Linked DNA regions of Mus musculus: region 2 is linked to region 1. The links are chromatin contacts, called in public HiChIP or PLAC-seq maps. All regions are on one chromosome and are shown on one strand. The core of a region is the stretch at or near the end of the contact, and the rest is flanking DNA. Distances in the headings are between cores, read along the strand shown.

Region 1 (3,920 bases), core at 898-3,397:
TCACAGCCACCCTGACAGAGGACCTTGCTCTGGACCCGGAGAAGCTGGATTCCAAGCTCTAGCCTCTCCCTTCCCTAGGGAATGTGCCAGGGCAGCGGGAGCAAAGCCTACATGGAATAAGAAGTCCCTGCTTTGGGAAGGCAGCTAAGACAGAGAGAGACAAGGTGCCTCCTTGCAATTTTCCAAAGAACCCTGGGGCCCTGGAAACAACAGTGGGCCAGCGGCCAGGTCTCTGAGGCCAGGGAGAGCGCTAGGGCGGGCAGGAGGGATTTGTGGGTGCTGACGTGTCTACTGGTGAGATCCCTGCGGGGGAGGCTGTGAAGGGAGACTGGCACATTTGCTGACGTGGGCCCTGGTGTCTGCAAACAGGAGCAAGCAGCATATGGGACAGGGAGCAGAGCTGGGGGTGGGAGTAGATCCCAAGCCACCTCTGGGTGCCATAGGAGCCCCCACCCCCACCCCCTTCAAGCACCTATCAAAGCTAGAGCTGGCAGAAAAGACCCAGCTACAGCTGTCCTTCAGGAGGTTACTCAAAGAGAAGAGATGTGGATCAGGGAGGTCCTATCTCAGAGCCTTGATCTTGGCACCCTGGACATGCCAGCAGCCTTCAGGAGGCTATAGCACTGCTAGAGTAAGAGCCAAGATGAGAGGCGGCAAAGTCAGAGGGGGATAACCACAGCAGGGACCACTCTCAGGCAGCATCCAGACCCAAGGCCCAGGCTCAGACATCATGTTTACATCTGGCCCTTAGGTTGCCTGGCAGGAGCAGGTAGAAGAGGATGGGGGTGAGGAAGCCACATTTCACACCCAGCAGCTGTGCAGTCGTTGGGGCAGAGAGGGTGCGGCTGGAGGCTGGGAGTGGGCTCTAGAATGTACCTGAGAAAGCGAGTCCAGGGTGAGAGTGGGGACAGGGCCGACAGGCAACAAAGGGGATGCGGAAGTGGGGCCGGGCCCAGGGGTGGTCACAGCACTGTAGGCAGGAGGGACCAGGGTCATTTGCCTCTGTAGCAGCTGTAGGACAGTGGCCATGTCTGCACTTAGCCGGGTTTCCAGCCTGGGGCAAGGAAGGAAGATTTCTCAGAAGTGGAGATAGCTGGTTCACTCTAGGCTCCCTCCTCATGCAGCTGAGGAAGGAGAGGGTCCACCTGCCTGGCACAGACAGTCCTAGACAGAGCACCCCTGAAACATCAGCAGAAACCCAAAGAGGCCCCAAGTTCCCCCACAGTGCAGCCTACCCCGTGCCCATTCCCTGGGCACCCATCTTTACCTGTTCAGCTGTCTCTGGAGTGCGTCCAGCCTGCTCTCCACATCACCCCGGGATCGCCGACCAGGGCTAGACAAGGGGATGTTGAGGAGGCTGGGGGCAGGGGCAGGGCATCGAGGCAACTCCTGGTACTGGCGCCCCCGACTGTCCCCCCAGAAGCTGAAAATATTGGACACCCCAGAGAAGGCACCTGGAGCCAGAGAGGAGTGGGGTCAGGAAGAAAGTCAGGCCCCTGCCAGTCCCTACCCATCCCCCATACTGCCCATCCCCCACACTCACTCACTCCCACCCCCACCCCAAGGCCCAGGCCTACCTGACAAGGGATTACAGGTGTCACTTTTCTCCCCATCCTCTGTCAAAGGCTCCCCACCTGGGGGGTCTCCCGGAGGCCTGGGGCTGGAGAAGGGCACCAGGCGGAGGGGACTGGAGCTGCGACCAGGGCCCTCATCTTCACTGCTCTCTGGGCTGGAAGGGCCGCTGGATGGGCTCTCCCCCCATGGCCCTCCCGGCTGTCCCCGGCAACTCGGCCCTGGCCCAACTCGGGCAGGGCCTTGCCCCAGGGCTGACACCTCCCCTGGCTGCTCTGTGTCTGTGGGAAACAGAGAGCATACCTCAGAGAGAGGGGAGAACAGGGGACGGGCAAGGGGAGCTGAGCAAGGGGCAGAGTGTGAGGACGGACAAAGTTGTTTTATCTCGCGCCCTGCCACACCCCGGGGGGGGGGGGTCACTTCTGACTCCAGATCTCTGGCTCTCTGTAGCCCTCTGCTTATTCCTTTGTTCTTGTGCTCCCTCCTGCCACCTCCCTCCTCTCTTTAAGGGGTCAAGGCCCGCTAGACAACACTCAGGCATAATAAAGACCAAAAGCCCAGCCTTTGTCCAGTGGAAGGGAGGCATGGGGGTGGGGTGCACTGGAGGACTGCGTGCCTGAACGCTGGGCAAGGGGTGGAGCCTGCACAGCCTGACCCTGCCCGCACTCCCCTCTGCCCTCCACTCTCCTCCTGCCCTCCCCTTGACCATCTCACCCTTGTCTGTACGCCTGCGGAATGACAGTTTGCGCTTGCGTTGCCTGTTAAAGCCGCTCTCTAGTTCTGCACTGCCTGGGGAGCCAGGAATCATGTTGGTCTGCAACGAAGAGAACAGTCAGAGCCCTTAGGTCCATCCTGCCTGGCTGTCCTGGAATATGGGGGTGGGGCAGGCAACTGCACCCCTTCCTTAACCTAGGGAGGTGGGGCTGTGGGGAAGAATTTTCCCTACCCCCATCCCACCCTGTGTCACTTTCCCCCAACACCCTGAGGTTGGTACTTCCATAGCCTGATCTGACTGTAAAAAGACAGAAAAGCAGGCAAAGAAGCTGTTTTCCACAGTCACAGGGAAGGGGCAGCCTGTCAATCATCAGCTCTCTTGGGGATAAAGGCAGCTCTTGAGATGGCCCACTCACATCTCGAAGGTTGAAGGTGATCTCCAGGCTAGACCAAAAGTGATCTGAGAACTCGGGATACATGTCCAACACCTCCAGCAAGTCATCACGATGGATCTTGTGCAGGTCACAGTACGTGAGGGCCCGCACATCCCCATTGGACTTTCCAGGACGGGCATATAGGTTCAGAGGCTCTCCAAAGATGTCGTTCTTCCCTGGAGGCCGTGCAGAAGACAAAGGCTTGAGCCCATGGCATCGGTGGGAGAAGAGCGGGCACCCTCTGGGTCAGCTCCACCCTGCACAGCATCTCCAGTCATCCAACTCCCAGCCACACAGCCAAGGCAGCTTGAGCCAGTTCACATGCTCAGGGCTCTCAGCAGATGGGGAAACACCAGTGGCCAGAGGTGGCAGAGGGAAGGACCAGAGATTTGGAGTCTCTCAGCAACTACTCAGCTAGAAACCGCCAAGGATGCTCCAGCTCTGCCTACAGCAGTGGTGGTTTCCTTGGGACAACTCTACTTCTATCCTCAGATACCCTCCTAACAAAGTACAGTTCCCTATAAACTATGGTCTTAAGACTATAAAAGGCAGCTTGTGGTCAATCAGAACCAGTACTGTTTTACTGAAAGAAATTTCAGGATAGCATAGCTTAGCACAGCGAAGCACAGAAAAGACCAAAATGTGCTCACGTGTGTAGGAAAACTTGATTTCGCTGGGAAGGGAATAAATTGTGGAGTGGTATACATGTTTGGGCTGAACTGTGAAATAAAAGTCTAAAATGGGCACGTCTATAAGCCATGGGCAAAAGTTTGATGCAAGAAACAAAAAACAAAAACAAGAAACAAGAAACAAGAAACAAAAAACAAAAAACAAAAAACAACCATGGGAGGGCAAGAAGCCTCCACTGTCCAAGTGCCATCCATGCACACAATGGCCACAGGCCATTGGGACATGAAGCTTCAGGGAACTGTGTCCTTAGTGAAGGTGGATGCATAGCCTCCAGATGAGAATGTCCCACTCAACTACAAGACAATATTCAACTTTAAGGAAACACTAGATGCCTTTCTATGGATAGATCCTGAAGTTCCCTCAAGTGCAGGGAAGGCTACATAGTCTCCCAATCTAAGAGCCCCGTGTCCTACAGGGTTCCTCTCTGTTGCCCACCCTGAAGGCCCCTCCTCGGGTGACAAAAGAACACAAGAATCCTGCCAGCCACCCCACACCCCAGTGTATTCAGAG
Region 2 (3,906 bases), core at 143-2,642, 100 kb after region 1:
TCTGTGCTCACAGCCTTCCAGAAAAGGGCCTCTCCGGGACTACGCGTTCCAGAATACAGTGAGGGTGGGGGTGGGGTGCTCTCTGCTTGAAGTTTGCGTTTGACGGCCTAGATCCCGAGCGCTGTTGGCCCGGCTCTGACCTGGTTGGGTGTTTTGAGTCACCAGCGACCTCCTGACAGCTTCAGCACTAGTTTTCACCTCTCCTAGGCCACCTGGTGACCCCAGGACTGATTGGGGAATGATTCTGAGCGATGTCTTACTGCTGATGACCTCACAGGGACCAGCTGACCACAGGGCTGGGCAGCGAGACAGGTGTGCCCCGTTAGAGTCTGGATTTGAGTGGAAGGACACACGCCAGAGTCCCCTCTTTCTGCTGGGCCCATTTTATCGTCTCGAAACCCACCGGACTCCAGCGGCTCCACTTTGACATGCCGAGGCCAGCTGACTGGAGCCTGGGTGTCCCCCAGATCCCAGTCTTCAGAGCAGGCCCACTGGAGTCAGCCAGGGTGTGGCCCACGAAGACTGGCAGGTCAGTTACTTCCCTCAACAGACAAGACCACAGACAGTTGCTACACTTGGAGCAAGCAGCCTTTACCTCATCCTATAAAGGAGTTGATTATAGATTTTCTTGCACTACTCTCTAATTGTCTCATGATTGCATTCTTGAGGGCTGTGAACCGGGCGAAAATGGCCCCAAACAGCATTCCTCAGCGCGGAACCAGAGTAGGCGCTAACCGTTTGTCAATTAACTCACTTAAATCTGAGTGCTTTTGCATAAACAATATTGTGATTTACCCACGTGGCAGACTGAAGACGCATAAAGTGTATTCTTTATCTGAAATAATTGATAACTTAGTTGAGAAAACATGATGACACGCAAGGGTCTTTCAAATAGAGGTGTCAGCTATGAATAGGTTTCCATTTAGCCCGGAGGTAGTTCTAGCGAAAGGGAGGAATCTTCAACAAGTTGTCTTGTTTTCCATCAGTTCAGGGTCTTGGCCACCCAACCCCACCCACTCATTACTCCACATTCGCCTGCCACCCGTTCTCTCAAGCAGACACCGGGGCTTTCTTGGTGTTTCAGTGGTGTTATTTGGGCGGGGGCTCTGCAGAACCTTAACGTCAAAAAATCTGTAGTTCGACTCCCTGCATCTCAATTTCCTGGCCTACTCCACGCCCTCGATCCCCAACGTAAAGCTGGCTTCTTTCCTCACAGAGGTGGCTCACTAAAGCTAAGAGAAGGCGAGCCCGGAGCTTCGCCGCGGGTGGCGGGGGGGGGGGAACAGCCGGAAGGCCGCGCCGGCGGTGTCGGCGGTGTCGGGCTGTGCCTGGGAGCGCGCCCCCGCCGCGGAGGCTCAGCGTCCGCTTTCCGCCTCTCAGCTAGCCGCGCCGGGGGCGCGCACGGCGCGCTGCGGGGGGCGCGCACGCTGGAGGCTGGCCTGCCCGCAGCGCGGGGGAAAGTTGAGTTGGGAGAAGTTGGGAGCGGCGGGGGCGCGCCCCGGGGTGGGCACCGGGAAATCGTCGGGAGCGCGCGAGGGTTCCGGAGGATCAGGGGAGACCCGGAGACCCCCGGGACACGAAATCTAGAGCTAGCGGGTAAGCAGTTAGGTGGCGGAGAGGGAGGGTGAGGGCCGCGGAGGGGGGGGGGGGACTGGAGACTCGGGCGCCGAGGGAGTGGAACTGGAGGAAAGGGCGGGGACTGGGGCGCAGGGAGCGAGGTTTTAGGGAGAAGGATGGGGAGGCGAGTGGGAGTACGGGTCGGAAGCGAGATTCCGTGGTCCGCCTCTTAAGAGTTACCTAAAGCCAAGGTGCCGCGCCCCCTGTCACCAGGAGCGGGTAGTCTCAGGGAGCTACTGCCTTCAGCTCGCTCTCCCACTCCCGTGAGGGTTCCAGACGACCCTGTGCCCCAGAAACTCGCCACTTTGTGGGTTGCCTGGGACCGCAACTCCTCGGATCTCGGGATTGAGAGATGGAGCCATGAAAAGGGTTGGCGGGTCAGGTCAGGACAAGAGGTCAGACAGAAGGGGGAGCAGCTGGGTGAGGGTGGGAAGGACAAGCCTGAAGTTTGAGTCCTAGGGGACTGCCTTCTCTTCTGTAGGGAACTCCTTGCTTGGGTGTGGAGGGAGCGCTGCTTCAAATCTGGGTCCGTTTTATCAAACTCTCTCCGCCCCCCACCAGCCCCACAGCCAAGAGCTGTGGAATGTACGAATTCACTTGGGGAATGGTTAATGCTCGAGTGGGGGTCCGGACTGCTAATCCCTTGGGCTGGGGGAGAGACACTAATCCTTCGGGCCCGTCGGGGCTGGTCCGGGGAATGTGCCCCCACTAGGATTATCGGTACCGATGCTCTGGACAGAGGCTGCTTTGTATTCTACGACAGCAGGGAGGGGGGCATGGGTAGAGGGAGGAGGGCTTGGTGGTGAAACACACTGAGGGCAAAGCCTGGAGGTGGGAGTGAGCACCTGCAGGTGGTGAACACAGATTCCCTATACCCCCCTAGACCAGGTCCCCTCCCTCACACCTCTCCCCCACACTGACAGGCCCTGGCTGAAGGCCTGCTTAGGGGGGAGGTGGAAAGAGCAGTCAGCTGAGTTGGAGTTCTTGCCAGGAATGTGTGGCCCAGACTCCCCACCCTGGGCTGATCCCCCCAGACCTCTGTTATTTGACCCCATCTCATTGCCAAGGTAGCCATAAATCAGGCAACCACACATCGGCAGCACACCTGAGCAGCTTAGCATTGTTACCTTTAGAGAGCATTGGGTGTGCCCTCAGTGTGCATGGGCACCCCAGTTTGCACTGGTTGGGTTCCCTCTACCCCCATCACAGCTCACAACCTACAGTCATCGTCAGGAGGGCTGTCCTGCCGTCCTGCCACTCAGATTTTCCTGGCCCAGGGCTAGGGAGGGAAGGAATAGAGAGACTGCCCCCTCAGGGTTTCTGTGCCCACCCCCTTGACGATGTCACGTGCCCCTCCCCCATTATAAGCTCGCTGTCCAGCTTCTCCGTTCTTCCTACTGAGTGAGTGGAGCTGGGTTCCTGTTCTGCACTGGGGAGGCTGTTTCTGTCTTATGTCTAGGGTGGTAGTCCTGCTGGCCTGCCTGCCTTTGGGGAGCACCCCCTCCGTACTTGCAGGCCCTCTGCTCTCCCTTTTGGGTTCTCTCCAAAGTTCTTTCTAGTCCTCCTTTCTGTTTGGGAAGCCAGCGCCCAGGCCTCCACACCCCTCTTGCTCTGTGGGGTGTCTCACTCCCTACCACACCCCTTTCTGCTCTCAGGCTCACCTCCAGGGGCCCTGGTTCCTGTTCCTGCCTGGCCCTTCACTCTCAATCTTTCTGTCCCTTATCATTCCCTCCCTCATCTCCTACTTTCTTTCCAGGGCTGGGCCTTGACTCCTTCCTGCCTCCCGGTGTGCCTCTTCCCTTTCTCTTGTCTGTTCTCTCAGCTGTCTTTGTGCCAGCCACTTTTTGGCAGTCCCAACTCTGGTCTTCTCTTCCTATACATACTTTGCTCTTTGTTCTTGCTACCTCTAAGGGGCCACTGTGAGGCCCTTCAATAGCACAGTCTAGAAGGATCTTGTACAGTTGGAGACTCGGGAGTGGCAGACAGCCGAGGCTCCTTTCCTTCCTGGAGTGGGACCGGGCTAGCCTACTCTTCAGCGATGGTGACTAGCCCTTTCCCCCACTCAGGTTATGCCTCCACCTTGTTGCCCTGAAAGCCGAAGCGACAGCGAGAAGGGCTAAGATTTGGCCATGAGCAGCGCCCCCAGGCGCCCCGCCTCGGGCGCAGATTCTTTGCACACGGTAAGCAGTGCCCGCAGGTGAGCTGGCCCAGAGAGAGAGGTGCTCTGGCACGGTTCCGGTCGGGGTGGGGGTGGGGGTGCAGAAACTATAAAAAAGGAGGCTATGCTGG

The links. HiChIP or PLAC-seq counts read pairs in DNA pulled down with a chosen protein or histone mark.
Region 2: an H3K4me3 HiChIP or PLAC-seq map of embryonic stem cells shows a contact between it and region 1, with 9 read pairs. The contact joins the promoter of Slc4a2 here to the enhancer-like site in region 1. A contact is called at or near these places in 3 of 39 promoter capture datasets (embryonic stem cells and hippocampal neurons), 1 of 484 Hi-C or Micro-C datasets (the HL-1 cell line), 2 of 115 datasets of contacts at active chromatin or transcription factors (embryonic stem cells and pancreatic cancer cells) and 3 of 9 other capture datasets (adipose tissue, liver and pancreatic islet).

Annotation. Positions count from the first base shown.
Region 1 is chr5:24,320,369-24,324,288 of GRCm38.p6, forward strand. It overlaps Kcnh2 (potassium voltage-gated channel, subfamily H (eag-related), member 2), which reads right to left. Exons shown (of 15, transcript NM_013569.2): 10 at 2,703-2,896; 11 at 2,287-2,386; 12 at 1,578-1,853; 13 at 1,268-1,454; 14 at 877-1,054. The region is part of intron 2 of Gm15589 (a long non-coding RNA gene); the gene reads left to right. Among named protein-coding and RNA genes, the nearest start is that of Gm15589, 11 kb to the left of the region's middle. Within about 2 kb of position 2,148, at least 51 of the 459 cell types and tissues checked have an H3K27ac peak or open chromatin away from gene starts, as enhancers often do. A contact at or near this core is called in embryonic stem cells, where this site is marked.
Region 2 is chr5:24,423,840-24,427,745 of GRCm38.p6, forward strand. Slc4a2 (solute carrier family 4 (anion exchanger), member 2) reads left to right here and starts at 1,393. Exons shown (of 23, transcript NM_009207.3): 1 at 1,393-1,596; 2 at 3,684-3,797. The coding sequence starts at 3,747.